Linked DNA regions of Mus musculus: all the other regions are linked to region 1. The links are chromatin contacts, called in public promoter capture Hi-C maps. All regions are on one chromosome and are shown on one strand. The core of a region is the stretch at or near the end of the contact, and the rest is flanking DNA. Distances in the headings are between cores, read along the strand shown.

Region 1 (7,247 bases), core at 1,223-3,722:
AACCCTGTCTCGAAAAACAAAACAAAACAAAAAAAACAAAGAAAGTTCACTAAATAATTAATGAATTAATATTTCTGGGGTCTTTGTTTGGGAGAAATGCATCACCCTATAGCCCAGCCTGGCCTCAAAATTGTATCAATTTCTTGTCTCAGCTTCCTAAGCTCTGTGATTCCATCTGTGAGCCACCACTCCATGCTTTTATGGAATGGATGAACTAATGAATGCTTCATTGGAGGGAAGGGACTTTTTCTAATGTATAAGAGACTTACATTTATGAAGTAATCTTAAAGTTGGATAAAAAGGCCCTTCTCTTTGTCTAAAAAACAGTAATTCTCCATTTACTGTAAGGATTTCTATGTGTTCATGGCTGTAAGACAAATGTCACAGAGAACAAAGTTAGATACTTTCGTTCAAAAATGGATGTAAGTCAAACATCCTATAAAAATTATAACATGAAATATGCACATACAAAGATACATTAAGCTTATTTTCCAGTAAATATTCTGACCAAAAAATACCTGTCCGATATAGAAAAAAAGAGAGGAAATATGACATGCTACAGCCAATTTCATTCTACATTTTATTATTGTAATTCCACTGTCAAGTATAAAATAAATCTCAAGAGCAAACTGAAATAAATCGACTTATAAATAAAAACAAGTCTTTGATAAAACATTACACAAAGTAGCATTTTCATATACATAGATAAGATTTGAAAATAGAAATACAACTAACTTTTAGAGTTAACTCTGTCTATTCTCATCATTGCTCTATCGATAATAATTCCATTTAGAATGAAAACAACCTAACCTTTGATATTCAGCTACTCTAATCTTTACATGGAAAAAAACAAGGACTTACCATCGGACAATTTTCACAGGGTCTTTCTTAGGCATGATTTGATTAAGCCATGGTTCAATACCTGGAAATTGCTCTAGCAATTGATTTTTAATACCCTTAATAACCGAGGTTTTCAACTGGATGCAGTTGGACACATTTTCTTTTTCATCAAATCTGGCAAATGATTTTTTTTTGAAGAGAAAAAAAAAGGGCATTGCTAAGCAGAAGAATCAGAAATCTAAAAGTAAGGTTCTAATTAATCATCTATTCCCAAGCAAGTACTCATGCTTAAAATAATTATGAAATAAATTGTTTTTAAAATACAAATTTCCATTTGTCTTATACAATACAAAACCAACGTGTTAAAGACAGTATTAGAATAAACTCTCATACATACTGCAATTATTGGGGGCAAAGAAATTGTTATGCTAGAATCTGTTGTCAGCTAACAAAAATGCCTTTTACTGAAAATTTCTGCTCAAAGGAAAAAAAGACTCCCATCTATTTAATAAAAATCTATTTTTTAATCTAAAAGAAACCTCACACATTAAAATACAAAAGACTAACCGAAGCATAACAAAAGAATGAGAGCCCCAGCAGGCTATGTAGTCTGTTGTTTTTTGTTTTTTTTTTTTTTAAAGAAATAGTGAGATAATTTTAAAATCCCTGTCCAGATTTGCTCAAATTTTCATGCACAAAACCCACCTTCCTTTGCCCATGTTCCCCTTTTTTCCTTTTGCGTCTATCAGATCTGGAAGATAAACCCACTGGATAGGTTTCCAAGGAAATTGGTCTTCCTTACACAGACTAGCACATAGGGCTACCACGTTGTTCTCAAGACAAGGTTAATCTAGCAGCTTAGCAATAGGCTTGACAGGCCAGCCGCTTGCTTCCTGTCACCCAGACTCCCTCACTGCCATGACCCAGGAAGTCAAGCCTTCCTTTTTTCAGTTCATAACTAATAAACATATAGCAGAGTGCAGGGCTCTCCTCTCAGCTGAGGATGTGCCCCTAAATCACAGTGCAAGGATGTGATTGGTAGAATACTAGGAATGGAGATAGCACTGCTGGAAAGGCAGAACAGGGCTAAGGAAAAAGGAAATGGGAGCGGGAGAGCCAAGCCCCGACTGAAGATTAAGGATGGAAAGCTTAAAGAAGTGGTCCAAGTCCGAAGTGAGCATAGTACTATACTTTACAAAACCTTAGGAAGTCAGGATGGCAGGGGCGGGGGAGAGAGAAAGAGGACCTTTGCTCTCTCCCTCTTCCCCACCCCCACCCCCACCGCCTTTCTAAGCAGCCAATGGAGGCCACAGCGTGTCCTTACTTCTTGAACATGATCCAAGGTGAAAGGGGCGACGATAGGGAAGGGCCCGGAATGGGAAGGAAATTGAATTAGGAAGGGTCCAGCACGAGGAAGGCCTGCACTGACAGTCGGAGCTGCTGTCGTTAATCCGGAAGGCGAAAACACTATCCGCTTTACGGCCCTTAGCGAAATCTGACTACTTCCGCTCCTCTCGACTCCACGTTGACGCTTTTGTCGGCTCCTTTTCAGTAACAGCTTAGTCTCCATTGGGGGTAGCCGAAAGGGCGGGACTTCAGAAGGAAGAAGTGATCAAGCAATTCTTTCTGGTTGCTGGAAGAATAGAGTGGGGGAGGGAATCAATCAAAGCAGAAATTGTGGCAGTCAGTTACGGGTTCCTCAAAGGGTCAAGATTCTTAGGTCTTTGTTGCCACCTACCACTATGCTAAATAGTTTGTAAGGATAATAGGTTTTGCTTCCTATCTGAAGCAACAGAGTGAATTGATGCCTATCAAGCTGCTTGAGCCTAGGCGAGCCTCATAGCTTCATGTTAAATTAATGTCAAAGTTGTCAGGTTCAGCAAATAAAATTACAAGATACCTAGTCAAATTTGAATTTCAAATAAGGTGAACACCTTTTGGTGCAAGTATACTTCATCTACGTTTTGACCTTGCTTATGCTAAGAACTACTTGTTTTTCTGAATTTAATTGAACAACCTTTTTTTTAATCTGGTAGCTATAATCATTGGACAGTGAAGTGCTGTCATAGAATTATCAAATAAGTCATCAGGTTGCTGTCCCCTGCTTCACTCTGATAGTTAAAAACTGAACTATAAATCAGGAATGTAACAGGACATCTTGGCACAAGCTTTTAATACCAACCAGTACAGGGATGGGAGTTGGGGTGGGGGTGGGGGCAGGACAGGCTGATGATCTCTGAGTTCAAAGCCAGCCTGGTCTACAGAACTAGTTCCGGAACAACTAGAACTACACAGAGAGCCTGTCTTGAAAAAGAAGCAAAACAAATAAAATTGATTTCTTGAACACAAACAAAAATGTAATTTCCTCCCAGGCATGATAACTCATGCCCTAATCACAAACCTTGAAGGGTTGGAGAAGACTTGAGACCCTATCTCTAAAAGAAAACAAATGAAAAAAGGAAAATAAGGTAATTCCCTTAAAGAATAAAAAGACTGCTGCTCCAGTAATAGTAGTCACAAGTGAAATGAAAAGATAAAGAAATACATTTTGGTTGTATGGTAGGGGGTTGTTGTTTGTTTTGTTTTGTTTGTTTTTCTCTGAGACAGAGTTTCACTATATATGCTAGCTGACCTGGAACTCCTTATGGTGATCAGACTGGCCTCAAATTCAGACGCCTGCCTGCTTCTGCCTCACTCGTACTGGGATTAAAAGCATGTGCCACCACATTAAGCTTTGAATACTTTCTAAAACATTTTTCTTAAAGATTTATTTATGTATTTTATGTATATGAGTTCACTCTAGCTGTACAGATGGTTGTGAGCCATCATGTGGTTGCTGAGAATTGAACTCAAACCTCTGCTCACCCAGGCCCTGCTCACTCCGGCCCAAAGATTTATTTATTATTATGTGTAAGTACACTGTCGCTGTCTTCAGACACACCAGAAGAGGACATCGATTCCATTACAGATGGTTGTGAGCCACCATGTGGTTGCTGGGATTTGAACTCAGGACCTTCAGAAGAGCAGTCAGTGCTCTTAACCACTGAGACATCTCTCCAGCCCTAAATTTTTTTTTAAGAAAACAAAATTATGCTTCTTGAGGGTTTTCAATCAGAAAGGTAAAAAACGAAATCATGATGGCAAAGGGATTAAAGACTACTCAATATGTGAGACACAGAAATACTAGATCTATAAGACAAATACCACAGTCTCTCTAGGGGCAAATATTCTAGTCCTCAATGGGGATATGAACCTTTAAAATATTCCAGACAAACCTACTATGCATTTATATTGTTCAACTGTTTGTGAATAATTAGTGGTTACCATGCCTACCTTGTCTTGATTCTATGGTATCAACAATCTTCATTTAATAATTTAATATTTTCCAATCAAATCTGCATGACCGATTATGTTTGTCTTTATAAATTAACAATTTGGTATTCCTGTTTACCCATCAGTCTTTTGTGAACATCTTTAGCATGTATCTGTATTACTAATATCAATCAACACTGAAGCATTTGGAATATTGCATTTATAAACATGCAAAACTGAAGCTGGGTCGGCCATGGTAGCCCCTAGGTATAATCCTAGCAGGAGCAAAGCATGGAAGTCGAGGCAGGAAGGAGGAGAGGTCAGCGGCACCTTGGCTACAAAATGGAACTGTCTCAGGAAAAAGAAAGTCCACAACTTCTTGCCAAGTAGTACTCCTCTCCTAGCAATTCTCATGCTGCTCTAAGAGCCTGCATTTCATAACAAGTACATTATAAACAACCATTACTAAGGAGGTTAGTGTTAGTGAAAATAGATAATTCGCTACAAGTTACACAGATGCTCTCTGATTTAAGATGGGATTACCAAGCCATAAACCCATTCTATAAACTGAAAATATCATTAAATTGAAAGCATGTTGGGGCTGGAGACATGGCTCCGCAGTTAAGAGCACCCGCTGCCCTTCCAGAGGTCCTGAGTTCAATTCCCAGCAACCACATGGTCGCTCACAACCATCTGTAATGGGATCTGATGCCCTCTTCTGGGGTGTCTGATGACAGCTACAGTGCATTCACATAAAAATAAACAAATATGGTCTACAGAGTGAGTTCCAGGACAGCCAGGGCTCTACAGAGAAACCCTGTCTCAAAAATAAATAAATAAATAAATAAGCCAAATAAATCTTTTTAAAAAAAGAAAAGAAAGAAAGCATCTTTAAATACATCTACCCTAAAAAGCAGCATAACTTAGCAATGTGGAACATTATTGAGAGAGAACTGGTTGTTTCCCTTCATCATCACTGACTGATGGAAAGACACGGGCTTTACTGTCATTCCCCAGCCTAGCAAAACAATATACCACATGTCACCAAACCAGGAGAAGATAAAAATTCGTTTCTACTGAATGCATATTATTTTTGCATCCACCATCAAACCATCAGGGTAATCTGTATCTGGCAACATTGTATGTAATTAGTATGTTCTACAAGCAAATCAAAGTTAATTTCTTGGACAAAAAAATAGTAACAAATTAGCCAGATGTGGTAACACATACCTTTAATTCTAGCACTTGGGAGAGAGGCAGGCAGATACCTGAGTTTGAGGCCAGCCTTGTCTACAAAGCAAGTTCCAAGGCAGCCAGGGCTACACAAAGAAGCTCCGTCTTGAAAAAAAAAATAATTTCTTAAACTTTTTGTTTGAAAATCTACACTGGATCTGGAGAGATGTTTCCCCAGTTAAGATGACTGGCTGCTTTTCCAAAAGGACCTGGGTTTCATTCACAGAACCCACATAGCAGCTCACAATCATCTTTTTTTTTCTCAGTTCATATAATTTATTGCAGTTAGCACACAGTTTAAAAATTCACCAACACGTCAGTAGTACAAAACTAAACAACATTATAAGTTATTTCCCCCTCAGGAAATAAAACATACTATGATTGTCAAAGCTAGATGTCAGTCGAAGATTTAGAACAAAGGAAGAATGTGAAACTAAGTAAAAGAAAAAGCAATCACAATGACCGTTAAAAAAAAAAAAAATCCAGGGGCTGATGAGATGGCTCTGTGGGTAAGAGCACCTGACTGCTCTTTTGAAGGTCCGAAGTTCAAATCCCAGCAACCACATGGTGGTTTACAACCACCCATAGTGAGATCTGACTGTCTCTTCTGGAGTGTCTGAAGACAGCTACAATGTACTTACATATAATAAATAAATAAATAAATAAATAAATAAATCTTTTTTAAAAATCCAAAAAAGTCCGTTCTTCCACAGACATTGTCTCCTCTAAATTAATAAAGATTATTTTAACATAAACTGTATTTGTAAAAAAAAAAAAAAAAAACCTAGAAACTCTTCAAGTAACTAAAGATAATGCTCCAAGGCCATTTTCACAGCTTTGTTTGTTTGCTTGTTTGCTTGCTTTAAATGCCATTACAGCCAAATTAACATACATTTGACCAAATATTTCCAAAACAGTCCAGCAACACACAATGGGGTTTTCCATTCAGTATCTTAAACACAAAAATAGGCTATGTTTACAGTAGTTAAGGCGATCAAATTTTAAACAAAAGCAATTAAAAAAGAAAAAGGGAAAAACAACCACCGGTTCCCATGCTACTCCCATAGACCTTATTTGTAAGTGCAAGACAGGAAAACAAACAGTGTGCAAAACGCTTCTGCCCCGCGCTGGCCATCAGAACCACACGTCGGGCAGCAGCCTCTGCTGCCCATACACAGTCTACTAACCCCCCTCCCCATGTCAATCAAGGCGGTTCAGTCCTTTCAGCCTGGGGCTTTTTCAGTCCATAGAATCTTTTCATGAGTTAGGGGGTAGGGTGAAGGAAAGGAAATAGGGAAGAAAAAGAAAAGGGAAGTAAAAAGGAGGGAGAGAGAGAATGACCTATGACCTATTGTCAATTTGTGCAGTAGTTATTCTAAAAACACTCGGCTGGGTACGTGTGTACACCTAAACTCTGAGCTGGCATGGGTTCTGTGCAATTACAAGTGCTCACAATCATCTTAACTCCAGTCCTGGGGGCTCCAATGCCCTGATCTGGCCTCCATGAGCACCAGGTATGCATGCAGGCAAAGTACTCATACATATAAGAAATATATGTATAATTATATAAAATAATATATAATTTGATATTAAATATATAAAATAATAACTTAAAACTACTAATTTTACTTATTTAAAAGTGTTATACCAAAAATCCATATTACTAGAAATAATAACTTTTCTTTCCTTATGAAGTCAATCTCTTGCTAGAGCTGGTAATAGTCAGTGCCCAGTTGATGGCATTTTTGCTTTGCTTTGGACTTGTATTTTGGGGACTTTATGTATGTGCCTGGTACTGGTTTTGGGAATGGAATCCAAGACATTGTGCATGCTAGGCAAAGCACTCCACCATGGAGCTACAC
Region 2 (7,247 bases), core at 1,765-4,264, 3.5 Mb before region 1:
CACAAGCCTAAGTTTCCGTGTAAATAACTTAAGTAAATATAAAGAAGTCAACACACCAAGATGTAAAGACTTTGAAATCTCTCTTCCAAATTCTTTTTCCTCAACTACAGAAATTGTCAAGCAAACAGCAGAGTAGAATAAGTTACCAATGAGCCCTTCTGAACTCATCCAGCCACAATAATCAACTGGCGGCCACCACTCCTTTCATCTCTGGCCTCCTACTCTCCCTATCTTGAAAGAGAATGGAGGGCCAGTACTCACTAAGGACACTGAGGATAACATCAAGGCAACAAAAGTATCAAAGTACCATGCTAAAAAGTCAAAAATCTTACAGTGTTACTGTAGAAGCACCCTGCCCAACTCCTAGATAGCAACGTCAAAAAATTCAGTATACAATATTGAAATAACCACATTTACTACTCAATGAGTACATTTTATATTTTAAAAGGATAAATAGAAATGTGAGGTGAAATGAACTTAAATATTTCTAATTAGCAGGAATTCACGCACTTCATCCGAAAATGGAAAAAAACAGACGATTTAACACAATGTGTCATGAAATTACAATTCAACCACTTGAAAAACCGCTGAACACTTCTGCCTTAACTGGTCCTTCTGATCCCTAATTATAGATTGATATCAACATAGAAAGAAAACCAGGCATTTTGACGTAAGTGGTTTAAAATGCTCAAAATTAACCCCACCGTTCATTGAGAAATATATGATATGAAAGCAAGACCAAACTACCTGAATTGCATGTTGTTAAACAGAAATATATCCACTTTCCATGGCCATCAAAAAAAAAAAAGCATAATAAGTTCACATATACCCTTAAACGCAACGCACTGGGCTCCAGACAGAATTAGGAGACCGCCTCCTGCTTTTGCTCCTAACCAATACGCAGAGAGAGAAGGTTGGCAGGAAAGTGCTGCGAGGACAGTAACAAACACCAGCAAGCTCCCGAGCAGGCCCTGCTAGAGCCAGGAATGACGCACTTCGGTAACCCGACTCTTTCTCCCCTCCACCCCCCGCCCCCAGCAGCGGTGCTGACACCGCCAACAGCCCGGAGTAGGAAAAAAGACAACAGAAAAAAAGGCAATGCTTGGACCGCACTAGGTTTCATTAAGAAACCTCGATTATTCCTCTTTCGACACTAGCCACCAGGACCAAACAGGAAAAGAAGCTTCGTGCTTAAGCAAGTCCCATCATGGTGGTTTAAGTCACTAAATTAAGCTGATAATGAGTCCAATCCACAGAGACATATATACAGGGTGTGGCTGCTGTGAAATACGGCGGTCCGTGGGAGAAAGGGGGTACGGAATTTACACTCCAATGTGAAGGGAAGATGGGGTTTTACCAGGGTCGAGGAGGAGGCGGCCCGCGCATTTTAAGGAACCATTGCAAACCAACACAAGCGTCTCCTTTACTTAAACCTAACCCCACAGATCAAAAGTTTCTGATAGACATAGCATAGAAGCTGGAAATAATCATTAAATCAAAAACCACGACCCTCAATTTAAAAACTACATACAGAAGAAAGGAGGAGGGAGAGGGAGGGAGTAGGCAACAACATAAAAAAACATCCTAGGCCACGGAGAAGAAAGTCTCCCAGACCGGATGAAACTACTAATGCAATATTAAAAATTCAAGTCGAGCACCAAAGCCCGAAAAAAAAAAATCACACGAGAACCCATTACCGTTGAGGATTAAAAATAAAATGACATATAACACCAAGGAGAAGAAACTAAATGCCGAAAGTACAGCGGTTTATCAAAAAAATAATAAAAAAAATCAAAACTAAAGGCAAAACAAGACATTGTCGCGGCGGGAGGGAAAGGGAAAAAAAGGCCGAAATCAACAATACGTTTACAATTCTAGGCCAGAAGAAAATGGGAACGGGGCTCAAAGTTTTGCGGAACTACTTGATGCTGTTTCCCACACCTTCTCTCTCCCATGGCCCAGCCGACCCTTTTTCTCCTAAAATTGTAGTCCGCAGATCTCCGGATACGTGAGAGAAGAAAAGAGAAAGTCGCCCTCAAGCAAGAATAAAAGTGTGGAGGGAAAACAGAGGCTGCCTACCTGGGGCAAGGATCAGCTCAGTTCGTGCCTTGAGAAAGACAGTGCGGGTGGGGGTGGGAACGAAAAAGCAGCACTAAAACTAAAACAAAAGTGGCGCCAAAACCCCCCAACAAACAGCCTTCCACTCCCGCCCTTCCCCCCCCTCCGCCCATGCCAGGCAGGCAGGGCCCCCTTCGGGGCAAGCTCTACGCGCTGGGGACCGACGCCGCCGGACCCCAAACGATTTCGAAAATTGGTGCCCTAAGAAAACTGACCGAAGTCGGGGCCTCGGGAAGGATGGAGAGATCGATGCCAACCGCTTTGCCCAAGCAGTTCCCCCACCACGCGCTGGAGATGATGGGGCGGGGGAGAGAAGCCGAGGGGCCCGTCACATGAATGTTGTTCCCTCTCTAGGAAGGGAGGAAGAGAGGGAGGGAGGGAGGGAGAGAGGGAGGGGAGGGAGGGGAGGGGAGGGGAGGGGAGGGGAGGGGAGGGAGGGAGGCAAGGAGGGGAAGGGAGAGGGGAGGGGGGACGAGGGAGGGGTGTGAGCAGAGTAGATTTTCCCTCGCCTCCCTCGGTCCGAGGCCCAAATAGACACAAACGAGCCTGCTCGGCCTCCCCTCCCCCCGGGTTCCCAGCACCACCATCTTGCTCGCTTCCTTCCCCGCACCACCACGGCGCGCTCTCCCACCGCCACCACCACCACCCCCCCTCCCCGCCACCACACGCCACCGGGCCGTGGCCTCCCCGGGTTTGCCCCTTTCTTCTCCACCCGTCCCCCCCCCGAATCCCGGCCAGGGATGGCACCCCCACCCCACCTCCAGTCTGGGGGGCTCTCGTCCCCCTCCACGGGCTGCTTAAGAGGCCCCGGGAGGAGAGGAAGCGAGCGAGCAGGCTACGCGGAGGCGCCGAGCCTCCATCTTGCGCCGCTGCGCGTTCTCCATTTTGGGCCACCCGTGGGGGGGGGAGCCCCCTCCGCCGAGGTCCCCGGGGGAGACTTGGGCGAGGGAGGCGAAGGGACAACCTTCCAGCGAGGGGAGTGAGAAGGGAGCGTCTTGCGCTAAAAAAGCGGCTCCGGGAGGAAGGAGGCGGGGAGGGGACGCAGGGGGCGACTGCAAGTTCCTTGGAAGTGTTGGGGTAGCGACTTGGGGACGGAGAGGACAGGCAGGGGGTGACGCGGGGCCGGGGCGACGCTGGCTCGCTCCCCGCCCGGACACGGCCACTCGCTCGCTCGCTGCCCCGCGCGGGGCCCCCTACGAGGCCGCGGCCCGGCCCCGGAGCGCCCGGCCTTCTCGGCTCCCTCCCGGCCGGCCGCACGCTCTCTTCGCCCGATCGCAAGCACACACACCTCACGGTGGGCCGCGCGCCCTCCGGGTGCCCCTCCAAACTTCTAGAAGCTTCGCCTCCGCCATTTTATAACTTACCTCCCCCCTCAGCGTCTACAGAGGCAGCAAGGAGACTGTTGGCCTCCCCCACTCCTTCCTTCTTTCTCAGGCCGGGGGCTTCTTCACCCCTGGGCTGGTACAAGATTTTTCCCCCTTCCTCTTCTTTCCACCCTTGAGTTCTACTGAGGGACGGAAGCTCCCGCGGGTCTAGAGCCGTGGGGGGGTTTGAAAGTGGCGGTCGGATCCGGCGGGGTGCTTTTTTTGTTTTGTTTTGTTTTTTTCCCTTTTTTCTGTATTTTTTTTCCTTTCTTTTTTTTTTCTTTTCTTTTTTTTTTTTTTCTTTCTTTTTTTTTTTTTTTTTTTTTTTTTTTTTGGTGGCGCTTCGGGATTGTTTGGGGTGTTCGCTCTTCGGCGACTTGGAGGCGAATGGAACGCGCAGGCGCCATCTGTCGGCCGCGAACCCGCGGCCCAGCTCCTGTTGGGAGGCAGCGGCATCTAGCGGCGGCGGGCTGCCATTGCGGCGCGCGCCACGCAGCCCTCCCACCCGCCAGCCTCCTCCCCGTGTCGCCGACCAATCGCCGCCGCCGGACTCCCCGCTTCCGCGGCTCGGACGCCTCCTGTGAACGGGGCGCCCGCAGGGGCGCGCCGCCGAGTGGGGTAAACAAGCTGGCGTGCCCGCGCCTCTCTTACTCAGCCGTTGGGACGCGCTTCCGCCCTGCGCGGACTGGCTGAGGGCCCACGGCGCCACCGAGGAGGTCGCCGAGAGGCCGGCGACAGTGTCCACTGGAGCCCCGCCGTGGGAATTCCGGGGCTTCAGCGGGCCGATCGTCCGGCTCCCCGCCCCCTGCGCAGCCCTGGCAGCCCTGCAGGCTAGCAGCACCCTTCAGAGCTCTCCAACACAACCCACCCCAGTAAAGGGCCACTTGTTCCCAGATCTCTGGTTTCCTCACGTCCTTTCCAACACTCCTCACACTTCCTCCCCAAAAGACCCAACTAGGCCACTTGATCCCAGCGAGAATGGATAGCTTGGCAATTTTGCTTGCTTTCTTTTTTCCTTCGAGTATGGTTTAAAGATTCTCTTTATCAGGAAGACTACGGGTGGGGGGAATTACATATAATTATACATATATATGTGTATGTGGATATATAGATATAATTTTCAACTCACTATTCCTGATCCATAAAAATGTGAGCTCCATACTCAAATTCTACTAGACTTAGGGAGCTGGACTACTAGGCTAATTGGCCGCTCAGCCGGTTTTATAGGTGACTTTTGGGGGCGGAAGAGGAGATGGGACCAGACAAAGTGGCGTGAAATCCACGTGCAAGGACAGGGTTAGCAGGGGACCTGTGGAGATTACTAGACACTCACTGCTGCCTTGTGTGGAGGCGGCCTTGCCACATTGTTAACAATTACAGTTCTTGGTACTTCCTCATAGCCCTCCCACAAGTATTTTGAAGTACAGAAAGACCTTTTGCACCCAGTCCAACTCCCTTGACTCTTTATCACCCTTGGGTGTTTATTGTGAGGATATTTTTTCTTTTTGTCACTTCATTTCCAGTCCACCCTACATGACCTTTGCCTAGAGCACTGTATGCGGGGGTGGGGGACACTCAGGAATGGCCTGTCCCTGCCAAACTTCTCTTCTCCTAGGACAGGAAGGGAACTATTAATAACAGTGTCTCCATTGCTGTTACAGAACTTCCTAGCCGCCTAAAATAGCCTCAGATTAAGTAGTATTTGTTCCATTTGTTTTACATATGGATTTAAAATACCTTCCTCCGTATTAAATTGTTTCAAATAAGTAATAAGACAAATGGAAAATATTATGAGCTGAGGAAATGGTGACATTACACCCAATCAGGAATCACAGGGCATTCCTGATGCAATATAATGATGACTTTCAGTCCTTCAATTCTACTCCATATGTGTGGTCTATGTCTTAGTAGGTCTTCTCCCATCCACTGATCTTACTGGTCAGTTTCCTTGGAACTTCAAGAGTTATGGTATATTTAATCAAGTGAGCAGAAGCAACTAAATGTCAACAAGAAGTAACGCCTTAAATGTTTTCGCTTACCAGTGAAGCATCGGAGGGGAACAGCATTCAAACCAAAGTTTCCATTTCTCTTCTAAACCAATTCTTTGCTAGAGTTCTGTGAAGTTTTCAACAAACTGAAGTTTCACAATGGCGCGGCTTAATAGGGAGCATAGAAAGTTTACAGTTAAAACAACATTCAACTGGAAGTAATAGAACAATTGGGCTGTGAGGCAAAGAGTCTTACAGTAACTAATAGTTCGTTTGTGTCCGTTCTAAGGAAATGCCTGTTTTAGTAGTAACTGGAAACTTGATGCCCTGCTCCAAACAGCACACCATATACTTTCCCGCACGTTTTAGAAATTTAGGTTCTGAGTTGTCTGCTTTAAGTCAAATTGAAAAGTTCCTCTTGAAATTTGCTTTCATTTTGAGAAAAACACTGCTGAAAATTAGTAACTGTGGCATAACATCAGAAATTAACTTCGTAGCAAATGTCTACTAATACTCAGCAGCATTCACAGTTGGCTCTTTTTGCTGTCTTTCTTTCAAAAGAAGTCAAGCCCCAGTATCAAAACTCTCAATCTGCGGGGCGTGGTGGCGCACACCTTTAATCCCAGCACTTGGGAGGCAGAGGCAGGAGGATTTCTGAGTTCGAGGCCATCCTGGTCTACAAAGTGAGTTCCAGGACAGCCAGGGCTACACAGAGAAACCTTGTCTCGAAAAAAAACACAAAACAACAAAAAACAAAAACAAACCTCTCAATCTGTTCCTTCAAGGATCCTAAGAAGTAACGTCTATTTTGTATAGGACTAACAGACCTGCAGACTTCGTCCTTCCTTTTTGAACCAAAAACAAAAATTCCTTTCAGGTGTCACTGATGTCAAACTGTCTTTTGGTGGTGATTCTTTTATGTGTTTGTTTGGGGAGGGTTTGGGAGGGGTTGGTTGGTTGTGAGACAGGAATTCTTTGTAAAGCCTGGCATGTAAAATTACCTTTTGATTTCTTTTCCGCTTTTCAAGACAGGGTTTTACTATATAGCCCTGGCTCTCCTGGAACTTGCTCTGTAGATTAGGTTGGCCTTAATCTCAGAGATCCTCCTGCATCTGACCCCCAAGCTTTTGGCTCAAAGGCGTGTGCTACCACAGGAAGCACATACAACTATCTGAAACATAATTCTATGTAACATGTCCATAATTTGGAAACAGTCACAGGAAGATTTATATTTAATTTAGATTTTAACAAAGATTATCTGTTAAAATGTAATGTAGTCTGTACATTTCTAGTTATCAGAATAATTTTGCATCAGAAAGTGTCATATCCATGATACAGTACCAAACATTTATAATCTCTTACTATTCAACTTTCCTATTCCAGTATTTATCAGGCACCTAACATGGTTACTTTGAATATTTTATCATGGGCATTATTACACAATTAATTCTCAAATTCCTAACATTGTCCTAAACATGAAGCCTAATGATGAGTACAATTGAGTCCACAGAAATTTGAAGCTACATCACAATATCATAAACACAGACAAAATATAAACAATAAGCTACGAGAAAATATTTCCTACATAAATGACATGGCTAGCATAGCATACAAGGGATTCAAGTTAGTAATAAAACTCCAGTAGAAAAATATGGACAAAGGTTATGAACAGTTGAATTATTGAAAAATATTGATACTAATGAATATATAAAACAGTGTTTAACTGAGCTGGGCAGTGGTAGTGCACACATTTAATCCCATCACTCTGGAGGCAGAG
Region 3 (7,247 bases), core at 2,112-4,611, 3.5 Mb before region 1:
TTACTTTTTTCCCCTTTAGTTCTAGATACTGACTTCAGAGCCTAGTGTATACTATGCTGGACTGTGTACACCCCCAAAGCCTTTGAGGCCTTTACCTCCAACCCAAAACATTTACCATTTTAAAAACTGTATAACATGCATGAGGAGTGATAACATGCACAAAAAGCAAACACTTAAGGACCAAACAATGCCACATAATATAAAAGTTGTATTAATTCTGATTCCGCTTGTACAGGTTCCGATGGTGCCCAAGCTAGCTTTGAACTCTTGATCCTCTTCTTACCAAACGCACAGGTTACAAATGTGAACCCTCACTCTGTTTTATTATTTTATGCATCTGGGTCTTTTGCCTGCATGCATATATGTGTATCACATGCAGGCAGTGCTCATGGAAGCCAAAAGCAGCATTAAATCCTCTGGGACTGGAGTTGCAGAAGGCTGTGATAGCGTTTGAATGCTGGGACTAGAACCGGGGTCCTGTGCAAGAGCAGCCAGGCCATGCCAGGCCATATAAACAGTCATCTGTCCAACCCAGCTTTGTTTTTGAGGCAGGATCTCACTACACAGCCCAGGCTGACTTGAATTTGCAATTCTCCTGCACTGACTCCACAGTGTTGTTGGGATTACAGGTGAAAGCCACCACACCTAGCTTTCTTTCCCCTTTCTCTCTCCTATTAGTGTATATTCATTGTACAAAATAGTGGGTTATGTTAGTTTCAAAATTACATCATGTATTTTGATCAAATTTTAACATTTTCTTTGATATGCTCAACAAAACAAACAAACAAGCCCAGAGCCCTATACATGGTAAGCAAGTATTTACTGTACTACATACACCAATACAATCTTTACAGGCATAACCTTTTAAAAATAAGTTTAATCCAAAATGATTCTGTAAGTTAGATTTATCTGTATGTCAAATTTGATATCTGAATTTCATAGTTTCTACACTATTTGATAATCAGGAAGCTTATTCTTTAAAGATAAAGCCAAAGCTTTTTAGCATTTCTCATGAATACAGAACAGTAGGTAAAAGCCAAAAGAGAAACATAAATACAGACCTGTTCTGTGAAGACGAAATAAGCCATACTGGATTTTACAATAAAAATTACTGATAAGTGGATGTTCATAAATACCAATTGCAAATACTTATGTTGATATACATCTATGTGAGCTTTAAAACTTTCTAGAATAAGATCAAACTTGTTTATAATATTCAAACATGTAAGGCACAGGAGAAAAGCAAAGTTTAGTTTTCCATCCGTCTTCTTCAGAAGTAACCAGGGTTACCATTTTTTTTTATCTCTTTCATGGATCCATGTGACCCAATCCAAACAGCTATATAAGCTTATGTTTCTGTGTCTGTAGGTAGAAATCTATCTGACCTAAAATGTTTTCCATTCTTAAGTTATGGGGAAAACAATCCCTGACTCAAGTTTCACATACATGTTTACTACACTGAAAATGACAGAAATGTTAAATAGAATATACTTAGATATTTGCTTAGAGGTTATATTGAAGCAACAGGAGTGGGGTGGCCAGGGAGCTAGAAAATCTGAATTCTAATCTAACTAGCATGGCTAGCATGGTAACCTTACACAAATCATGAAACCCTGAGCCTTAGTTTCTGCTTTGTAAAACAAAAGAGTTGAGCTGAGATCCTTCCCAGCTCAAAAATGCTATAATTCTAAGATGGCCGGCTCTTAACAGTGTTCTCTTGAAACTGGCTACAAAAAAAAAAAAAAAATCCTATTAAGGAGAAAATGAGAAGAATGAAGAAACACTGTAGAACTTTCCAGTCTTTAAAAAAAAAGACATTTCTAGGATTCATTCACTATCAAGGTATAGCTAGGATGTCAGAAGTAGTGCCATAATTGTACTTGAAGGTAAAGTTGTAGATTATTACAAACTGATAGGTTTAGTCTTCCCCAAGGCTTATGTTCTCCTTTTTGGAGATGGAGTGAGCCACTGCTTAGTTTCAGCAATCACCACTCCCTTCCTCCCTCCCGCCCCTGCTTAAAAGAAAAACACCCCACAACTCAAGTAAACTGTGGAGTTCAACGGAGTTAAAGTAATGGAACTGAAAGTCATAAGTGACATTTTTTTCTCTCAGAAATATGCTGGGGAAGTGACCAAGGTGACAAAGAGGCAAAAATTACCAGCTACTTCCTCCTCTGGAAGCTCTTTGGCCCTCATTCTTTAGGGTTCACATGCCCTTGCCAGAAACACACCACCCTGCCCCATACAAGGTATCGAACTGGGGGGGGGGGCAGGGAGGTTGATCAAATCTTTTTTTTTTTTTTAATTATTTTAACTAGATTTACCTTAGGTGTCACGAAGTTTAAGGAGGCTGACCCGAAGGCTTGAAGCCAGCCCCCCTACCCACGGCTTCCAGGGGCAATCCCGGGGAGCCTGGATAGGGAGCCCAGTCCAGCATTCCCCGCGGGCGGGCGGGCGCGGCCTTCCCGCCCAACTAGGCAGAGCTAGCCCAGGCGGAAGGGAGGGGGAAGAAATGGAGGGAAGGAAAAGGAGGGAGGGAGGAGAAGGGGGGGAGAAGGAAGGAGGGGGGAGGAGGAGGAACGCGGGAGGAGGGAGGAGGAGGGAGGGAAGAGCAGAGCAGAGGAGAGGAGAGGGAAGAGAGGGGAGGGGAAGGGAGGGGAGGGGAGCAGAGGGAGAGGAAGGGAGGGCGGGAAACCCACAAGAGCTGTACCCACCGCGCCAAGCACTCCAGTCCTAACTAAGCGCCGCGGGCGACGGGTTCCCGAGGGGAGGGTCCCGGAGGAGGGGCGGCCCGAGCCCGGATCAGGAAAACACAACTCTGCTGGGCGGCGGGCCCCGGCCTAGGAGAAGGAAACGGAAGTCACTATGTCTGTCTCCCTCCCTTCCTTCCTCCCTCGGCCTTCCCAGGCAGGACAGTCCCATCGGATAAAACTCGAAGACCGGAACCAAGTGCATCCACGTCAGGACTTTTAAAAAAAAAAAAAACTCAACCGGTGCAGCCCGCCAGCTTCCCGGGCTCGCCCAGCCACTGGCCTCAGGCCATGTCCTTCCCACCGCCACCCCCATCCCCTCCCCCGGGAGCTCCGCTCCCGCCCGGCAGAGCCCCTCCTTCTTTCCCACTCCGCCATCTTCCAGCCTACCTCTCTGGCCGAGCGGCCCTCGATTAGCGTCGCGCCCGCTCGGGGGACCGCCAAGGTCCCGCCGCCTCCCAGAGCCGGAAGGGGACATCGAGAAAAACCCCAGTCCTCATTATGCAGCCCAACCCCCCCCCCACCCCCCAACCCCCGCCTCCCCAGCTCCAAGCCAGAGCCTGACCCAGCGGCTGCACATGCGCACAGGTCACTTCTCAGTCCCCGCCCCCGACTCAAGCATTTCCTCTTTTAGCATCCAGGACTTTTTCTCTCCCCCCTCCCCACCGCCCCCCAGCTTTTACCTGGACTCTAGGGTGAGGAGTAGGGGAATACAGGTAAGAAGATTAAAGACCAAGGGGAAAAGGGCACAGTACATTGAGCTCTCACAGGATACCAGGGACTCTGCTAGGTATATAACATATTCCTCAATGTTATTTTGAAAACCATGGAAGGCAGAACACCTCTATTAAATTCCACCCTACAGAGGAAACTGAGCCCCGGAGAAAATAATTATCCCAGTATCACCCACCCGACAAAAAAGTAAACTGAGATTAGAGAATCGGTTGTTTCCAAATAGAGGAAGCTAGAAGGAATGACGAGACAGGGAGACAAAAAGAGGGTGAGAGAAATTTGTGAAGAACAAAGAAAAATAATAGAACAAAGATGGAAAAGACACAAGAGAAGATTATACAAAATGGTGATCATGCTATATGCTTGTAGGGTTGTCAGATAAACCTATACTTAGGTTTCAGGAACTTTGACTCTTAATGGCTAGTGTACTAAGATGGATTGGGTATATTTAAAAGGAGAAGACCATGGGCACCATCTGCCTGGTTAAATAATGCTGTCCTTGATGAAAAGGAACTTGGAAGAGAAGACAAAGAAATGTATTTGGTTCTTCAACTTTTGCCAATGTAATATTCCTTCTAATGCAATCTTTTTTAAAAATTATTACATTGTCTTACTGTATGAGGTCAGAGGGCAACTTGAGTCTGTTCTCTCCCAGCATGTGGGTTCTAGGGAAGAACTAATGTCCTCAGATTTGGTGGTGATGCCCTTCCCCACTAAGCCATCTGTGTCCCAGGCCCCCTGGGGTGTACTCTTACAGCTCTGAAAATTGCATCTGACTTATTACAATGAAGGTAATTCCAAGCGAGGGCTGGGAATGAGGCTCAGTAGTAGATCACTTGTCTAGCACATACAAGGTTGAATTCAAACCCCACCACTGCCAACAAAACAACTGCAAGCAAATACTGATCTCACCTGTCCAGCACTCTTAAATAAGCAAACCAACAAAGCTCCATCTTTATCAACAGAAGGGTCAGAAGTTCAAGGCCATCCTCAATAGGAAGTTTGAGGCCAGTCGGAGATGCAAGGGACCCTGTCTGGGAAAAAAAGAAAAGAAAAAAAGTCCCAGGCTACCCTCATTTGTCTTGATATTGTCCACCATCAACTCATTTAGAAGAGGCTGAAGTCGCTTGTACCTGTCTCTGTAGGAGCTGAACAGTATGACTCAACCCTAGGTCTTTCTGACCATTGCCCAGTCTGATTTCTCTGTTCTTAGGCTTGCTCCGCCTCCCCCCCACCCCCATCTAGCTTGCCTGAGGCTGAGTTAAATCTTTCCATTTTGACTTCAGGATAAGAGTTAATCATCTTAGCCTTAATTAAGTTCACTCTCCTCCAACACAGTGCTATGGTGTCTTCTAAGGGAACTATTTACCCTGCCCCAGCTCTTACCAGTTTGCCTGCCCTCTAGTAATTTATTGAAACTAATTTCCTTACCTGAAGATTATATTTTCTCAGTCTCTGTAATCTTTTATTCTTTAAACTTAAGGTGTCATTATAGAATCTTTATTATTGTAGTTTTGGGCTTTTTGTTTTGTTTTAGTTTGTTTTGTTTGTTTGTTTGTTTGTTTTGAATCTGGGTCTCACTAAATAGCCCAGGCTATCTCAGAAGTCATTGTGTAGACCAGGTCAGCCTGAAATCAATGAACGTTATGTAGCAGTCTCTGACTGCTAGGATTGCAAGCTCCAGCTATGTCACCTAGCTTGTACTGTTTGGCTTGGATTTTTTGAATCAAGACCTCATGTATCCTAGGCTGGCTGCAAACTTGCTATGTAGCCTAGGATGACCTTTAATTCCTGTTCGTCTTGCCTGAGAATTGGGATTGTTCCACCACGTTTGGTGAGATAAGGTCTTGATGTGTTATGTGTAGTCTTGTCTGGCTACATATTCCAAGCTGGGCTCAAATTCATGGCAATCCTCTGCCTTAACATGCTGAGTGCTGAGATGAGCTTAATTAAGCCACTACACCCAACCAGCTAACACAGTTTTTTATTGTGAAATATATGTAAATTTACTGTTTTAGACATTTGGTTTTAACCATTGTAAGTGAATGAAGAGGAGGACATGACTACAGTGTGTATGGTTAAGGAGAAGGATTTTAGTGGAGACTTCAACCAGAAGCATCTGGAAAAGTTTAGCCTGAACCAGGCCATGAGAGGAGAGAGGGGGAAGATGGAAAGAGAAAGAGAAGAGGAAAAGAGGGGAGTGGACCAGAGAGGAGTTGAGGATCAAGAACATGCATGATCAAAATAACAGGTTTATATAGGAATGAGAAACGGGGAAGAGAAGGGGAAGGGAAGTCCAGCCTCTGGGCAGGAGAGGTTGAGGGTAGGGGTGGGGTGGGAGGTGCTGGGAGGAGCCACGGGTACTGAGTGAGACTTGTTCCAAGTTTCTTTGGGACCTGAAGTAAGTACATAGTTCACTGGCATTGAGAACACTTTCATTATTGTGTAACCATTATCACTGTCCAGTTCGAGCACTTTTTCATGTAACTTCATCATTAAAGTGAGTACTTTGTTACCGTGAACAGTACCAGTGCGCTGTGTCACACAATATGGCCACTCGGATAAGTATCTGGTCTCTCTTATGTTGTATGCTCATTCATGGGAAGAGCTGGAGCTTTTCTTCTTTTCTCGATTACTAATGTGGGTGTAAGAGACACATTTGTAAGTGCAGTCTTACACATGCATGTGTGGATAGAGGTTAGAGGGCCTATTTCAGTAGTTAGTTTTTGACTTCTCCCATCAGTTCCATGGGTCACACTTAGGTTACCAGGCTTGTAAGATCAATTCTTTTACCTGCTGAACTATCTTGAAAGGGAAAGAGGGAGAGGGAGAGGGAGGGAGAGAGAGAGGGAGAGAGAGAGAGAGAGAGAGAGAGAGAATGAACAGACAGTTGGCATATGTTTGTAGTCTAGTCCTTGGAGGTGGAGGTGAAAGCAGGTAGACCAGAATTTCAAGATCAGCCTTAGCTGCATAGGAAGCCAACCTGGACTACCTATCTCAAACCTTACTCAAAAGAGAAAAAGAGAAAGGAAGGGAAGGAAGGCAAGAGAGCATCCCAGGATCTGAGCAACCCTAATGAGGAGAAAATAAGTCCTAACCCTAAAATAAGTCCTAACTCTTTCTCATCTCTTCTCTCCCTGGACCAGCTAGCGACCACACCTTCCTGACCATGTAAGGCATTTAAAAGAGGATACTTCAGTCAGATAACTACAATCTCTTGAGACGCGGCATGTTGCTCAGTTGGTAATGTGCTTGCCTAGCATGCATAAAAGCCCTGAGTCTGAGCAGGGCGTGGTGGCACACACGCCTTAAATCCCAGCACTTGGAAGGCAGAGGCAGGCGAATTTCTGAGTTTGAGGCCGGCCTGGTCTACAGAGTGAGTTCCAGGACAGCCAGGGCTACACAGAGAAACCCTGTCTCAAAAAAAAAAAAAAAATCAATAAACTAGGCATGGTGGCACACACCTTTCATCCCAGCACTTGGGTGGCAGAGGCAGACGGATGTGAGATTAAGACCAGTCTGGTCTACAAAGGGAATTTTAGGACACCCAGACTACACAGAGAAACCCTGTCTCAAAAACAAACCCATAGAACAAACTAACCTCCCTAAACAAAACCATATAGCCTCTTGAGAACCAAAGCTAGAACTAGCCATATGAACCTCTCTCCGGAATTTGTGTGCAGTTTCTTTTTCGTTCTCCTTTCTTTTGTATGTGGGCCAGACAACTTCAGACTAGGTTTCTTAAGAGCTATGAGTAATTAGATT
Region 4 (7,247 bases), core at 1,199-3,698, 3.3 Mb before region 1:
CCCACACCCACAGTGGCACACCCATTCCAACCAGGTCACACCTATTCCAACAAGGCCACACCTCCAGATGGTGCCACTCCCTGGTCCAAGGATATACAAACCATCACACCTATTTACTGTTAGGGTGAAAGGGGGGTGGTAAAGGATGGGAAAAATGAGAACCCACAAAGTTGCAAAGACCAGCTATGTATAGCCCTAAGATGGCTTCAGTTTGAGGAGCCTTCTGGCCTCGCCTCAGAGTACTGGAATTACAGGCTTCTGCCACCATGCTAGGCTGAGTCTTCTTTTTCATTATTTTAAATGTTTTTTAAATGTCTCCCTTCCATGAAGCCCCCACTCCATCCCCCTCTCCTTTGCTTCTAAAAGGGTGCTCCCCTACCCACCCACTCCCACCTCACCCCTCTAGCATTAATAGATGGAAGTAGAAAATATCATCCTGAGTGAGGTCTTGTTTCTTTTAAAAGATTTCTTTTTTTTTTTAAACATTTCTGTGTGTGTGTGTGTATGGATGCTTCATCCGCATGTATGTCTTATACAATATATGTGCACTGCCATCAGGGGTCAGAAGAGGGTATCAGATCCTTTGGGGTTGGAGTTACACATTGTTTCAAATCACCACTTGGCTGCTGGAATCCAACCTGTGTCCTCTGGAAGAGCAACCAATTCTTGTAACTGCTGAGTCATTGCTCCAGCCAAGTCTTGTTTCTTAAAACAGAATTGTATACATATTTCTGTAATAAGTAAGAACTCAGGAATATTGGAGGGGGGTGTGTTATGCACGTGGAGGTTTAGAAGTGACCCAACCATTGAGCTGTAAGGCCATATTAAAATAGGAGGCTTCACTTGTGTGTGAACCCAGAACATTGGGGGTTTGGGACGGGGTGGGTAGCAAGTGGTGCTGCTGCTACCACTGGGACGATTTGAGTAGAGTTATTTGGATTCAGTAACATGATACAATATTATTATTTAATTACAGATACCCCAATGAAGTCAATTGTGCCAGTAATGCCCTTTATAGCAAAAGAAAAATATGATTTTTGGAGGGGAGAAAATCCCTTGTATTTCTTGTTTCCATTAATCTTTTTAAAAAAGTCTGTATGTAATCATTTGGCAGGCTTGGAGCTTGCTATGTAGATAATACTGGCCTGTGACTCACAGAGATCCTTCTGCCTCTGCCTCCAGTCTTCAAAAATCTGGAAGAATTACTATCTTCTAAGAGCTTGGCAACTTTGAAAAGTACAGGGTAGTAATTTTGTAGATTCTCTCTCAATAATGGTTATGACTGCTGCCCTACAATATTGAATTAATATATAAAATTTGGGTATTAACAATTTTTAAAATTTGAGTAGTGTTTCTTCTAGCACTTCACAGGCATTTCACGGGCAGTCCCATGGTGTCCGTCTTTTCACTTGCTTGTCTACCTTGCATTAATTACATTCAGGCCAATGGGAAGTTGCTATGTTCCTGCCTCAGGTTCCCAAGTGTTGGAATTATATCTGTGGAACCCTGTGCCTGGTTCACTTGCTCTGTTTCTGAGATAATTTAGCTTTTTCCCCCCAGTAGTGAAGTACCAAAGCAGAGCCTGGTTCAAGGTAAGCAAGTGCTCTAGACCACAGCTACAGGGTTTTTTTTTTTTTTTTTTTTGTTTTTTTGTTTTTTTGTTTTTGGTTTTGGTTTTTCGAGACAGGGTTTCTCTGTGTAGCCCTGGCTGTCCTGGAACTCAAGCTGTAGACCAAGCTGGCCCGGAACTCAGAAATCTGCCTGCCTCTGCCTCCCCAGTGCTGGGATTAAAGGCGTGAGCCACCACTGAAGGTATAGCTCTAACCCTGGTGGAATTTATTTTCACCAACACAGGGAGATATCTTCCATATTTTCCTACAGTAACGTTTTCTCTTTGTAATAAGAAATATTTTTTGTAGAGAGATTATAACACCTTAAACATCGTTTCTCGGCATAGTAATACTCCCTAGTTTGACAGCTCAAGTAAGGAGTTAGGATTTGGCGGAGCATGCGGTTCCCAGCTTTTGTCCATTATGTGTGCCCTGTCCGTATTAATTTTCTATTTAGTCGTTAGTTGAGATATTTCTTATCTCATGTTCCTTTTTTTCCAGAAGCTCATGTCATGGCTTACAGTTCCAGCATCCACCAATGCCTAACAGACCGAGTGATTGAAAAATTACGAGTTTGAATTAGTGGCTTGGGGTAGAGATTACGGGAGATCATAAAGGCCACAGCGGCCTGGCGTTTTTGTTTTTTGTTTAATGTGTATATGTTCTAAAGGGAAGTAGGGGTGAGAGCTGTGGCACCCGCCACCTCTTTGTCGGCCTGGCCCAGGACTTCCGTTTGGTGGGGAAGTAGGTGGGGCGGGAAATCTAAACCCGAGTTCGCAGCTTCCGTCACTCCCCGTGGGCGGCGCTCCCCTTTGACCCCGCGCTCGGGAGCTACACATCCGGGCCACTGTTACTAGCGAGGGGAAGATGGCGGCCGCGGCTGTGGTGGTTCCCGCAGAGTGGATAAAGAACTGGGAGAAATCAGGGAGAGGCGAATTGTGAGTGTTTCTGACCGAGGGAAGGCGCCGGGCCGCCCTGAGGTCGGGGCGCTGGGCGCAGTCGGAAGTGGGGTACAGGGGCCGGGGGGCAGCGGCGCCCCCTCCCCCACCCGCACCCGGGCGGCGGATGAGGATGGTTGGTTGGTCCGGAGTTTCCACTTGGCTGAGGAGCGGAGCCGGGAGCCGCCACTATCGCCGCCGCCGCCGCTGAGCGTCTTGCCTTCCCTCCGACCTCCCCGAAAGCCCCGTGGTCCCCGGGAGCCCCGCTTCCTTTAGGTCTCTCCGCAGAACTTCCGTCTCGTCCCCTCAGGTCCCCCTGGGCTCCTGCCCTGTCGCTTTTTTGTCTGTCTGGCTCATCGTCTTAACTCAGCTCGCTGGGCTCGGCTCCTTTTCTCTCCGTGGCTTCGCAGCCGGAGCTGTGTGGGTCCGCCACTTGCCATGTCTCTCACTGTCCCGTTTTATCTTCTTATTTTTATTTGTCCCCCCCCCCCCCGGGATCTAAGACGACTCCCGCACTTTGGTTCCCGGCCTCTCCTGTGCCCGAAGTCTTAGGAGGGCGAACTGTCCCGAACTCTCTGCTCCTCGCCGCTGGTGGCAGAGGAGCCCGGGGCGTCGGGGACAGCCAGGCATGGCACCTCTGCTTTCTCAGGGAGCGGCAGCTTGCGCTGCCCTGGCCCTGCGGTACTCGGGAAAGTGTGGCAGGGATTGCCGCTTCTTTTTGCCAAGTCCCTGCCGGCGTGTCACCTCGCCGTGGTTTCGGGATGGGATTCAACTTTTCCTGGTAGAAGGTTTAGGGAACTCCATTTTGGCCTGGGACTGCAGCGAGTGCTCGCCCTCCTCGAGGCTTTTCTAGTACTTTAGGATGATCTCTGTGTCCTTTAAGTCATAAACTTACTTTGTACCGTCACCGGTAATTTCCTACAGTAGCGGCTTTCGCGCCTCCCAGTAGCCACCCCACCCCCGACTCCCCGTTTAAGTTGACAGAATTAATCACTGATTAAAAAAAAAAAAGTTGTAATTTCTTCTTCTGAGTCGCTCTGGAAGCTTAGCAGTCAATCCTATGTGAGATTAACTCTCTTTAGCTGCTTGAGTTGTCTCCCTCCACACTCCCACACTCATCCAGTATCAGGTTCCCAGTTGCTCACGGGAAGATAGGAATCTTTAAAACTTTGTTACTTCAAAGAAACCCGGTACACCAAGCTCTTGTGACTTGACTTACTCCCACATCCCTTTGCTGTTCTGTGAAACGTTAACAGCGTGAGTCCTAGAATTGGATTGTCTGAGTAAGTGGCTAGCTTAGCCCACTTAACCAGCTGAGTGACCTTGGATAAATTCGTAACCATTTGGGGCCGTTTCCCCTTGAGTAAATTGGGAATAAGAAGCGTTCTACTCGAAGGATTGTTGAGAAGAGTTAATGTCTATAAAGCACTTGGGTTATAGTAAGTGCGCAAGTGATAGCTATTAAAAGTAATATTATTCCAGCTTTTAGAAATTTAAAGTTCTCGGGACAGCTCTTTGCTTGGCGATTAGTTGGCCTCTGACATCCTGCATATTTACTTTTGTATGCTAATGAGTTGAGAGGCCCTTGGAGAACGGGGATGTCATCTCATTTTTTTTTTTTTTTTTGGTAGGACATGTCCTCCAGTATATACTTAGAGTTCCTTCGAGTTTTGTTAACTCAGAGGTCTGTCTCACATCTAAAAGAAGCATTCATGTTTACTTTTTATGTGCTGTTTAACCAGCTACCTGTTTGTCGAGTGCTGAGAAGGCAGGATGGGAAGCAGCTCGAGGGAACAGGGCCAGATTGGAGGGAGAGCCTCCGCAGACAGTTCAGTCCGTCCTTATTTAGCATCTAAAGCGGATTCATTTGTGAACTGTCGTGTTTGTGGGTTTCTCAGCTTCCTTCTTCTGGATGGATTTCACTGTGTGTATGGAGGGTAGCATGTGCTCCATCAGTGAGCTACATCCACAGGCCTAGCTGCTTTTGTTTTTGTTTTGTTTTGTTTTTTTTTAACAGTTTAATGTTTTTACTTCCACTTTAGAATAGGAGGAGGAGCCCTGCCTAACTTCTGACTGGCAATAGGTGGAGAAAAACTAAGTGGTGTATGAAGCCAAGAATATAAAGTGGGATTTTGAGTTTATATGTGTTTACATGATCCATGCTACCTAGTGTTAAAAGAGCTACTTAAAAACTGTACTTAGGATTTTCATGTATTTATTGTATAGCTTGTGGACTGTGGGTTTGAAGTACAGTAGATTCAAATTAGTGTGACAGTTTAATGATTATATAAATATAATTTCTGTAAGAGAACTTATCTTAAAAAAAAAAAGCCAGGAGGCAGAGGCAGGGGGATTTCTGAGTTCGAGGCCAGCCTGGTCTACAAAGTGAGTTCCAGGACAGCCAGGGCTATACAGAGAAACCCTGTCTTGAAAAACCAAAAAAAAAAAAAAAAAAAAAAAAAAAGAGAGAGAGAGAGAGAGAGAGAGAGAACGTATCTTTTTTTTGAGACAATTACCTTGTAGCTCATACTGAGAGAGAGAGAGAGAGAGAGAGAGAGAGAGAGAACGTATCTTTTTTTTGAGACAATTACCTTGTAGCTCATACTGACCTTGAATTTATTATCATCTTACGCATGTCCCACTACATTAGCTGAGAATTTAAAGTTGGATGGCACAGCTTGATGTGGTGTCTCACACTTGTAATCCTAGCACTTGGGAGGATAAGGAAGGAGTCCCGGGAGTTTGAGGTCAGCAGAGGCTACACAGTTAACTTTGTTGGAAACAAAACAATAAAAGGCAAAAGAAACAAGGCTTGAGAGCTGTCTGGGGTAAGGAGTTAGGAACCTTTACTTACTTCAGTTCTTAGGACCCACATCTGATGGCTTATGGTCTCCTGTAACTCTAGTTCCAAGGGATAAAACCTCTGGTCTCACAGGCACCTGTACACACACACACACACACACACACACACACACACACACACACCAAACACATACATACACACAGCTATACAACTAAAACATATCTAAATAACCAAAAAACTGAAGCTGTTTAATCTAACGAAATATTCTAAGGTTTGCCTTACTGGTGAATGAATCTAGAGGCTTTGTACATATTAAGCAACTACTACTACGAAACTATATCTTCAGCCCTTTACAAAATTATTATATTAGCATACAGAGTAATACATTTTATTATGGCATTTTCATACATGTGTCATAGTTTTAGTTTGCTGGTTTCCTCCCTACTGCTTTCCTCTGCCCACTTCTTGCTGGCCCTTTTTTCCTAACTAGACCTGCCATTTTCTTTTCGTCTTTTCTCTTTTTTTGTCTTCTCTTCTTCTTGTCTTGTCTCTTCTTTGACTCTGTAGCCATGGCTGGCCTGGGACTCACTTTGTAGAGCAGACTGGAAAATGCTGGGATTAAAGGCATACATACATACATACACCACCATGGCTGACCTTCATTACCTACTCTTTGTTAATTAATTAATTTATTTGGTTTTTCGAGACAGGAATTTTCTGTGTAGCCCTGGCTGCCCTGGAACTCACTCTAGACCAGGTTGGCCTCAAACTCAGAAATCCGCCTGCCTCTGCCTCCCAAGTGCTGGGATTAAAGGCGTGTGCCACCATTGCCACCTATTTTTAATCTACTCTTTTCTTTCACTTGAATTCTCTCCTCCTCTCTCATTGTACCTTTCTATTTTCATGACTTACACATACGTATATGTACACTTAGAAATGTGGTTTTTGGCATGCTTAAAATAATAATTTCCTGTTGTATCTGTAAATATATTGATTTTATTTTCCTTTATGCCTGGTCCATTTTGCTGTCACCTTCTTTTCTTCCTTGTCTTCTTCTTCCTCCTCCTCCTCTTCCTTCCCCTCCTTCCCCTCTTCTTTTATTCTTTTGGGTTTTCAAGTCAGGGTTGTCTCTGTGTAGCTCTAGCTGTCCTGGTCTGCCTCCCAAGTGCTGGGATTAAAGGTATGTCCCCACCACAGGCAGGCTTCCTTTTTTAAAGACGGTGTCTCTTGTATCCTAAGCTGGCTTTGAACTGTTGTATAACTGAGAATGACCTTAAATTTGTGATCTTCCCTCTATTTCCCAAGTGCTGGAAAGTTCTAGGAAGGCGAACCACACCCGGTTTATTCACTCCCGGGGATTGAACCCAGGGCATAAGATATGCTAAGGCAAGCACTGTACCAACTTTTTATTCAGTCCGGGGGATTGAACCCAGGGCATAAGATATGCTAAGGCAAGCACTGTTCCAACAGAATTACATCCTCAGACCTTTAATTTTCTGTTTTGAGATAGGGTCTTGTTCAGTTGTCTAGGCCAGCATTGAACATGAAACCATCCCATCCCCATTCCATTCTCTCAAGTTGCTGGGATTGCAGGACTGCACTGTCAGGTCCTGTCATAATGAACTATTTTAAACAATCACTATTTAGATATTGTAAACACATCATCATCCTCTACTCTGTTTTTATTCATTTGTCTTCTTTTCCTTATGTACAAACTTTGTTTAATAGAGCTTAATTTTAGAGGTTTTAAAAATCATGTTACATACATTAGCATTTTCATCTTGTTAAAACAAATAATATTGTTATTTGGAAAAAATGTCTTGAATATGAACTAGCAACTGGAAATGCTAAAATGAGGGGTAGAGTGAATACATTTGGTTTTTCGAGTATGCCATA

What was found. Promoter capture Hi-C pulls out the DNA fragments that hold promoters and counts their contacts.
Region 2: a promoter capture Hi-C map of pre-B cells shows a contact between it and region 1. The contact joins the promoter of Stag2 here to the promoter of Mcts1 in region 1. A contact is called at or near these places in 4 of 39 promoter capture datasets (cranial neural crest, frontonasal cranial neural crest, hippocampal neurons and 1 more).
Region 3: a contact with region 1 is called in a promoter capture Hi-C map of pre-B cells. The contact joins the promoter of Xiap here to the promoter of Mcts1 in region 1. A contact is called at or near these places in 3 of 39 promoter capture datasets (cranial neural crest, maxillary cranial neural crest and pre-B cells).
Region 4: a contact with region 1 is called in a promoter capture Hi-C map of pre-B cells. The contact joins the promoter of Thoc2 here to the promoter of Mcts1 in region 1. A contact is called at or near these places in 5 of 39 promoter capture datasets (cranial neural crest, frontonasal cranial neural crest, maxillary cranial neural crest and 2 more).

What each region holds. Positions count from the first base shown.
Region 1 is chrX:38,595,696-38,602,942 of GRCm38.p6, reverse strand. It overlaps Mcts1 (malignant T cell amplified sequence 1), which reads right to left and starts at 2,472. Exons shown (of 6, transcript NM_026902.4): 1 at 2,165-2,472; 2 at 862-1,014; 3 at 270-367. The coding sequence starts at 2,175.
Region 2 is chrX:42,145,921-42,153,167 of GRCm38.p6, reverse strand. Stag2 (stromal antigen 2) reads right to left here and starts at 3,014. Exons shown (of 34, transcript NM_001290713.2): 1 at 2,877-3,014.
Region 3 is chrX:42,063,950-42,071,196 of GRCm38.p6, reverse strand. It overlaps Xiap (X-linked inhibitor of apoptosis), which reads right to left and starts at 3,361. Exons shown (of 8, transcript NM_009688.3): 1 at 3,141-3,361; 2 at 2,715-2,840.
Region 4 is chrX:41,907,102-41,914,348 of GRCm38.p6, reverse strand. Thoc2 (THO complex 2) reads left to right here and starts at 2,448. Exons shown (of 39, transcript NM_001033422.1): 1 at 2,448-2,548. The coding sequence starts at 2,478.